Regions from separate parts of the Mus musculus genome. Here all the other regions are linked to region 2. A link is a contact called in public promoter capture Hi-C data. All regions are on one chromosome and are shown on one strand. Each heading gives the region's core, a stretch centred on a gene start, on an enhancer-like site or on the middle of the called end of the contact. The rest is flanking DNA. Distances are from core to core; before and after follow the strand shown. Region 1 holds the start of Adam3 (a disintegrin and metallopeptidase domain 3 (cyritestin)). Region 2 holds the start of Tcim (transcriptional and immune response regulator). Region 3 holds the start of Adam32 (a disintegrin and metallopeptidase domain 32).

The links. Promoter capture Hi-C pulls out the DNA fragments that hold promoters and counts their contacts.
Region 1: a contact with region 2 is called in a promoter capture Hi-C map of stem cell-derived epiblast-like cells, with 6 times the contacts expected there. The contact joins the promoter of Adam3 here to the promoter of Tcim in region 2. A contact is called at or near these places in 3 of 39 promoter capture datasets (embryonic stem cells, hippocampal neurons and stem cell-derived epiblast-like cells) and 1 of 115 datasets of contacts at active chromatin or transcription factors (embryonic stem cells).
Region 3: a promoter capture Hi-C map of embryonic stem cells shows a contact between it and region 2, with 7 times the contacts expected there. The contact joins the promoter of Adam32 here to the promoter of Tcim in region 2. A contact is called at or near these places in 6 of 39 promoter capture datasets (the 3T3-L1 cell line, embryonic stem cells, hippocampal neurons and 2 more) and 1 of 9 other capture datasets (embryonic stem cells).

What each region holds. Positions count from the first base shown.
Region 1 is chr8:24,724,519-24,727,218 of GRCm38.p6, forward strand. It overlaps Adam3 (a disintegrin and metallopeptidase domain 3 (cyritestin)), which reads right to left and starts at 1,334. Exons shown (of 22, transcript NM_009619.5): 1 at 1,181-1,334; 2 at 761-843. The coding sequence starts at 1,238. It also overlaps a transcript of Adam5 not described here.
Region 2 is chr8:24,437,511-24,440,210 of GRCm38.p6, forward strand. It overlaps Tcim (transcriptional and immune response regulator), which reads right to left and starts at 1,436. Exons shown (of 1, transcript NM_026931.3): 1 at 1-1,436. The coding sequence starts at 1,386. The coding sequence ends at 1,066.
Region 3 is chr8:24,947,433-24,950,132 of GRCm38.p6, forward strand. Adam32 (a disintegrin and metallopeptidase domain 32) reads right to left here and starts at 1,372. Exons shown (of 22, transcript NM_153397.2): 1 at 1,288-1,372. The coding sequence starts at 1,363. It overlaps Adam9 (a disintegrin and metallopeptidase domain 9 (meltrin gamma)), which reads right to left. Exons shown (of 22, transcript NM_001270996.1): 22 at 2,179-2,700.

The DNA.
Region 1 (2,700 bases), core at 84-2,583, 290 kb after region 2:
AGACTGTAAGCAGATGATTTAGGGCAGCATGAGACGATGATTGATGTCAGTGTGCTGACTTTTGTAGGAAACACTTGTCTGACTTGGGAAGAACTAAAAACATTCCGAACCACTTTGCGGACATCCTATGGAAATGGCTCTGAGAAAACTTGAGGCTCTCTGCTGGTCAGAAGTTTTATACACCTATGAGGTAACACTGTAGAAGAAGAAAGACAATATTGCCATATCGAGTCATTAAAAAAAATGTATGTGACTAAAAGTTCAGTTGGTTAAAATGAGTATCTCAGAACGTATGCAGATGGACACTTACTTTAATACGCATCTCTTTTTGGTCTTTAGAATGATTTTTATAATTTATGCTTTACTGTTCTGCTTTCCGAAGGATTTAAAACGCGTGCATTTATGGGCTTGGAGGGATTTATGGTACCAGTTTAAAAAATCATGATGCACCATAAATTTTAGTATAGTCTCGCCTATAAGAATATATAACTAGTGGCCGTGTAAGCTATGCATGGCAGTGTGGAGACCAGAAGCTAAAGCATTTGAGTCTTACATAAAACAGTTGGGCAATGTTCACACTCCTCTTGGGAAGTCCAAGAAAACCGAGACCTTTGCCCTGCCTCAGATCAACAATCTTTATCACACTAAATTAGGCATAAACAGAATTTCAAAATGGCTATGTAGGAATTCTTTGATGTGGACCAGAAGTAGAGTACAAATAAACACCCGTCATTTTCCAAATATCCGGTTTCTTAATTACTTGTGTCTCTGCCTCCTTGGCATCCTGGATGTTGGTGTCGATTTTCTCTGGTACTGTGATCTGCAGAAGTGGTGTTTCTACGTCTGCAGAGAGAGCGACAGTGAGTGCACCTGTCTTGGCTATGGTCCTCTAGCCAAGCAGAGAACACGTGGGACATACGGGCCTCTAGCTTTCTTCCTCCCTCCCCGTCTCCTCCCACTTTACAGATGTTCTCAGCAAAGGAGGGTCAACGATCTTTGGGCTGAATTCTCCCACTAGCAGGGAGAGATGGGCCGCTGAACCCCTGGACCCTGGAGCTGGGTGGGGCTCTGATGCACCTTCACTAGCCTGTTCTGAACTTCCAGGAGTAAAGACTGTGGAGCCAGCATGGCAGATGGCCTGTTGACAGGTGGTCCCCTGCCCAGCAGCGACTTTGCTTACCTTTGCCTGCAGCGATCACTTGGCCTAGGTATGAGAGGACTAGGAATAAGGGCAGCATGGTGTGGCTGCTGACTTTGCCACGGTGGTGTCAGTTGATGCAACGGCAGCAGCTCGTGGCCCCTGCGCCTGAGCTCTTCGGGAGCAGGAGAGACAGAACAGGAAGTACGAACAGGAAGGCCCACGGTGAGGGTGCCACAGCAGCTCTGTGACCAGAGCCCAGATGACTCAACCTTTTCCCTGCAGACGTCAGAGGATGCCTGAAGCTGCCCCACATGAACGCTGGACTCTGAAAGAGCTGCCAGCTCATGAGCCCTGTCACCAGCTACCTAGTCCCAGTTCTTTCTGCGCATGCTACGGCCTGTATGCCTTTACACACAATATTTACATGTAAAATAAAATGAATACCGTTCCCATTTTGTAAAAGAAAACAGAAACTAGACAATAAAAATTTTTAATTTTTCATGAGTGCTTCCTAAACATTGTAATGTTTTTGTCAAGAAATAGCTGTTGTAGCTAATGATGAACAACAATAAAAATTAAACCTCTCTTGTTTACTGAAGAATTTGCCCTGGTTTGTGTTGTGTCATATATTTATTTTAGTATTTCAATATTTCATAAGGCCAGATGTTTTTCATATACTGAAAAAAAATGACCTAATAACTGACAGCAAATTATAACGGCTTTCAATTGTGTGGCCACTTTTAGTGCATAACTTCCTAACTGGAGCCTTAAGACATTCTTAAAATTTTACATAGGTCACAAAAGTTATGGTAAGTGTTAGTCGTGATTTTATTATATTTCATGGAGGTTAGTATGTAGCCAAAATCAGAAACATGTGCTTATTGAGTAACATTATTATTGCTTTCACCTGATTAATGTAGATTATTCAAATAATTCAAATTTAACTCCACCTTTGAACTTCTGAAGGCCAACAAGCAATAGGCCTGGGTATCAAACATTATGGATACTGTATTTGTTTCTGAATGAGGTACAAACAGGAAGGCAGATGTAAGAGTTGTCATACATAGAAACTATAAATGAATCAATAGTAAGATGTACAAATTTCTGTGTGATTGTATTAAGATGCCCCCCACCCCCACATAGCTCAACAGAAAGGATGTTGTATTTATGGTGAAGAATAACTGGATTACTGAATGACTTCTTCCAAGGGTTTGACTAGGGCTACACAGGAATCTCAAGAAAAAATCTGTTACAATCTTGACAAGAGATCAGTCAAGAAGACTGGTCCATTTAGGAGAACTCCACATAAATCAGGCTACAGATGCCAACTCACGAGGAGAAAAGAAAATACTGAAAAATTCTTTTTATCTTTGAAAATAAAAGCTTCTGCAGAAAAAAAAAATCTCCCATTTATCCTCCTAAATCCCCTTCTTAATAAAACTTTTTATATTTATTAAATATGCACTCAAGTTTATGGCAGACTAAAGATAAATTCCATCCCTTTGTAGTCAAACAGGTGTAATCGATTTTATAGGTAGTCACCATATTTATTAAAGGAC
Region 2 (2,700 bases), core at 186-2,685:
CTCTGGAAGATTTAGAGTCAACCCCTAGAAAAGTTTACAATGATCAAAATTTACCATCCTATATTTTTCCCTTGGGGACGGATCACCACAGAGCAAAGAGAAGCTAAGTTGATAATAATTTATTAGGGCTATGTATCACTTACAATGCATAATAAATAATTTTAAAAAACCCACAGCATCCTTCTAAAATCCCCCATATTCATTTCCTAATGCTTACTACAGTGTCTGGAGGACATTTAATTAGATTAGATTTTAGCATTAGTCAGAGAGTTTTAAAAAGCACATTCGAAAGTTGTTCACAGTCCTTCGGATTTATGAAGGGCCCCATTATTTCAGCTTTGTGCAAACCATTTTGAAGTGTGTACAAATCCTGTAGAAACATAGCCCATGCTGTGGGGTTTTACTGGGCTGGGCCAGGCATCCAGTTCTTTGACTTTAACAGCAGGGGGTGCACTGTCTTAGCCATTGTATTCAATGCAAGCAGACAATTACTGATCTCTAAAAATCTTGACCAATAAACAGCACGGAGATTTAGCCACATTTTTAAACATTCAGATTTAAAAAAAAAAACACACAAAACTTCAGTAAACCACTTATGCTTCATATTCCTTCTCTTCCCTCCCTCCCCACTTCAATATTTAAAAAAAGAAAAAAGGAAGAAAAGAAAAAAGAAAACAAAATAATAAACCGAACAACAAGAACAAAAACCAAGTTAGGTTTGAGTTTAGTCTTAGGGCCTTGCCAACGGCCCTGGGTGCGTGCACTCAGTCCCCACAAACGCAGTGTTCTGGTCAGTGCCTCCATCCTCTCAGGCTATGTCCTTTCCTGCTGTGAGAGTTCTCAACGCCTGCTGAAGGCACTTGGCTCCCAGTGGGACAGCTCAGGGCTGCAATGAGTTGCAAGTCTGTGTAGCTGGTGAGTTATGTATGTCCCTTTCCATCCTCGGGGTCCTGTCGGAGGAAGCTCTCAAGCCTTTTCGCGGGACACTGCCCGTGCCAGAGCTGGCAGGCTCACTGGGTCTTTAAAGGTCCATTGGTGGATACGCTCTTGCCCAGCCTGCTGTGCTCAGTGTACCTTGATGGAATATTTCCGCAGTTTGAGAAACTGAAGAAGCTTGTCTTTTGTCCTCTTCTTCAGGGCCATGAGGGCTCGAGTTTTCTCCTCCAAATCTTGGTCGATGGCAAAAATGATCTTGGCCCGCTCCTCTGCCTTCTTGTCTCCGGAGTTCCTGAAGAGCCTCTGCAGGGACTCCTGGTCTATGTTCTCAAAGATGTTGCCCACAGCTTTCTTGCGAGCGGCTGTGTCGAAGTGGTAGCCGTGGATGGACGGGCTTACTCGAAGAGACGAGGACATGCTGGTGGCTTGATGGCTTGGCTTGGCTTTCATCGATGTGGGTCTTCCACGGCTCAGCTTGGGCACTTCCAGGGGAGTCTGTTGTAAAAATCGTCCCAGGACGGCTATTTAAAGGGTGAACAAAGCTCGGGACTCAAATTACACTGGTGACGTCACATTGATCCCAGGGAGGAAAAAACCACAGAACATTAACAGTTGCCTTGCCAAAGATCTGGCTCCGGATGCTAGAATGCATTTCAAAGCTTGTTTAGAGATAGCTGGCTACAAGCTTGCCTCTTTACACCTCAGACGGCATTGTGCCTTACAAACTGGCTCTTCCTTCCAGAAGCCGAAATCAGGAGAGAGAGAGAAAAGAAAAGGCTCCAAATCTTTGCCTACGATTGAAACAAGGAGTTCTGCCAAGCTCAACAGAGTTTCAATTAGTACAAAAGTTTTAAAGTGTGGGCCAGACCCTGGCAGCCTAGGTCTGTGTGCCTTTTGCCTGTCCCTATCAGGGTGAGGGTGAGGAAGTCAGAAGAAAAAAAAAAATGCTTGGGAGGACAGGAAGTCTGACTCTGGAGCTAAAGTTTACTGACATGGCTCAGCCCGAAAGCACAAATCTCAAACTGTACCTGAGTGCTGTATGTAATTTCTGCTGGGAACTGCAATTTAAACAGTAATAGCGGCAGATGGTAGCTCCCCAGCTTGTGTAAGTATTGACAGCAACAACTATTCAAAAGCAAGGAGCAAAGGTTAATGGTGGTGCTGTGGGTACTTAATGCCCACAAGGAATGAGCTGATCTTTTGTTTTGAGGGCTACTTTGGAGTCACTCAGCATTATCAGAATGCTGCTATCTTCATTACACGCTTTTAATCTATTACTTTTGCTATCCACAAGACTCAGATACGTACAGCTGTTCTATGCTAAATGTCACCTTCCTCTGACCTAGAGATTCCTCTTTATGATTCAAATCTCTACTCTCCTTTCTGGTCCTCCAAGAAACTAGAATGGACTTTTAATGTTATTTCACTTATAGTCAAGAAAATCACACACCTATAACCCCATCTGTCTTAGAAGGCTGAGGCAGGCTAGCAAGCTGCAGGACAGACTGAACTACACAGGAATGAATGCCCTGTCTCAGAATTAAATTAAATGAATAAAATAGAAATAAAATCATTTATTTTACCTTAATAAAGTTTATGTCTCACTAGGAGAAAGGAGTGAGACATTTTTGCATATGTCAAAACCTTTTGCATTTTTCAAAACCTTTTGTTTTGAAGGCTACTTTGGAATCACTCAGCATAATCAGAATGATGCTATCTTCAACTTTTAATTTATTACTTGAAGATATGACTATTATGTGAAAT
Region 3 (2,700 bases), core at 122-2,621, 510 kb after region 2:
ATAATAGATTAAAATATTAAAATATGCATACATAAAATAATCAAAATTCAATATTTATATCCAATTGAATTTCATGAAGTTTGCTGGTATATACATATCTATATCTATGTAGATATAGATATAGATATCGAGAGAGAGATTTAGTATATATTAAATAAAAAGGCAAGGGAGTTGGGGTGGACAGATTAGAGGGAGGAAATGGAAAAGAATTAGTGATATATTTTAATTAAAAATAAAGAATAGTAAAGCTTGCTGGTGTGTTTTTGTTTTGTTTTGTTTGTTGTTGTTTTGTTTTGTTTTTCGAGTCAGGGTTTCTCTGTATAGCCCTGGCTGTCCTGGAACTCACTTTGTAGACCAGGCAGACCTGGAACTCAGAAGTCCACCTGCCTCTGCCTCCCGAGTGCTGGGATTAAAGTCGTGCGCCACCACGCCCGGCGCTGGTGTGTTTCGGCGCTGGTATGTTTTTGAATTCTACGTTGCAACTATTCTTTTTCCGTTTGTCCAGTGTGAGTGTAGTAAGCAGAGAGCTCACAACTACTTGAAAAGGCTTCTAAAGTTCTCCTTCTTGCACTTCTACTCAAGCCTGCAGCACAAGACTGGAAGCAGTAGCTACACAACCTAGTTGTCCTTTATTGAAGCACAGGTTCAGGAGATCCACAAAATGCAAAGCGACGCCAACTTTCTACTCCCCCCCCCCCCCCAAGAACGGTTCTTAGTTTTGAAGCGTGTTAACACCTAAAGGATATGAGGCTGATATTTTAGATGTTGCTATACATTCTTTATTCTTTACTTCTAATAAACCAGGAAGAGAACACTCAGAGCCCCAACCATGCCTTCTTCACCTTTCAAAAGATGCATTCCACAGCTTCAACAAATTAGCAGACCTCAGAGCTAGAGGCAAGCGTTGGACTGGCACCTGCTGGACAGTTGGACTCACAACAGCTTGATCATTGCCTGTCAAGTAGCCGAGCCCTACTTGATTCCAAAACTTAAGCAAGATTCTGCCCCTTCCCAGCTTCCACGCACCGCTGCATTTTCTCTGAGCCTGGGGGTTTGTGGCTTAATGTCTTTTCTTTCCTATTTCTAGAAGAACTATTATTGCATGTACATCGTGTTAGTAAAGTTATCTTGTGGAAACTGGGTATTTGTTTTTTTAGTTTAAGTGGTTTCCAGAAGCTGTTGGGAAGTGTTCTTTTGGGGTCCATTTTTTGAGCTTTATGATGTGCACGACAGACCTACAAGAAAAGTGCCCCCAATCTCAGAGAACCCGCCTTGCGGAGCGCTCACCGGGTCCTGATGCCAGCAAGGCCCCCAGCTCGGCCAGCAGCAGCAGCAGCAGTGTGTGCAGCATGGCGCCCAGCATGGCGTCTCCTGGAGTACCTAGACAGTTGTAAAGCCGTTGCGCGGGGCTGTGGGGCACGTGCCAGGGGCCACCGTGGGCCACGTCCTTGGAGCGCCCTAACCCCCTACCCCGCCTCCATCCTCCCCCTCCACCACCTACCCCAGCTCTAACAGAGCCAGGCTGCTTCGCAATGAAACCCGCATGCGCAGTACTGGAGAGGCTGCGAGGGCGCTCAGGTCAAAAAAGTACACACATACGTTTATACTCTTTCTAAGGCTAAACTACGACTGCATTTTAAGATGCGTGGACAAATTTTTCAAGAAAGCCTAAACTGATTTTCTTCCTTGGGGTCTACATTTCCACAGGCACACTGCTCCCATGGACCGCCAGGCTTCCTTCCAACCTGGTTCTCCGTGGCACTTCAGTTAAAATTCATATACCTTCCTTTTTTAGGAGCTTACCAGAATGGTTAATTTATACAGCAATGGCAGATCCTTGACATAAGAACCTACATTTTAGCCTTTGTCCTAGCTGGAATGGCAGCGCCCTAGTCACATGCTTCTTAAGTCAAGAGTCCTGTCAGTAAACTACTTTCTCCTTAGTATTTCTGAGGGCTTGTGGCCTTCAACACCGCCATATTTCTCACTAGGGCTGGTTCACCAGTGTTAGTACACACCCAACTGCTAAAGTACTTGAGTATCCTGAAAAAAAAAAAAAAATGAACAGTCTATCTTTTAATGTGTTTTCCTTAAGTGCAGTCACATTTGCCAAAAGCCCTAACACTGAAATTAAGAAGAACCCAAATAGTTATGTATTTATAAAGAGGACGACAAAACAAGAATTTCAAGTATTTTATTTGTTGTAAATGTTTTTATTTTAATATGTATATATACACAAACAATATTATTTTAAAAAACTAATGAAATTCAGTTAATATACCTATTATTAAACTTCTTTATGAAAGATTATGAAAAAATTTAAATGTTTAAAATTTTAGTGTCAATATCATTCCTTTCAAAGTACAAATTCATTTTAATACAGCTGAGAGAGTAATCCCAGAGACCAGTATAATTCTGTAGTTATCTAAGGAAACCACTGCTTCCTTCCTTTCTCCAGCCTAATGTTTACGAAAATATTAGTCAAAAGAGACAGGACCCAGCACACCTTAGTAAATGTAAACATTCTAGAGGACTTCACATCAAGCTTTGAAATTCAGAGTTTAGAGTTAAAGTGCTCATGAATTCTCAAGTGGTTTGGTAACACCTCAACTGTTGGAAGTATTCTCCCTGCTCCTGTTCGATCGACACCTATCTGCTTGGGTATACTAAACACCTCGTACCATAGAGTGTGCACTTCAA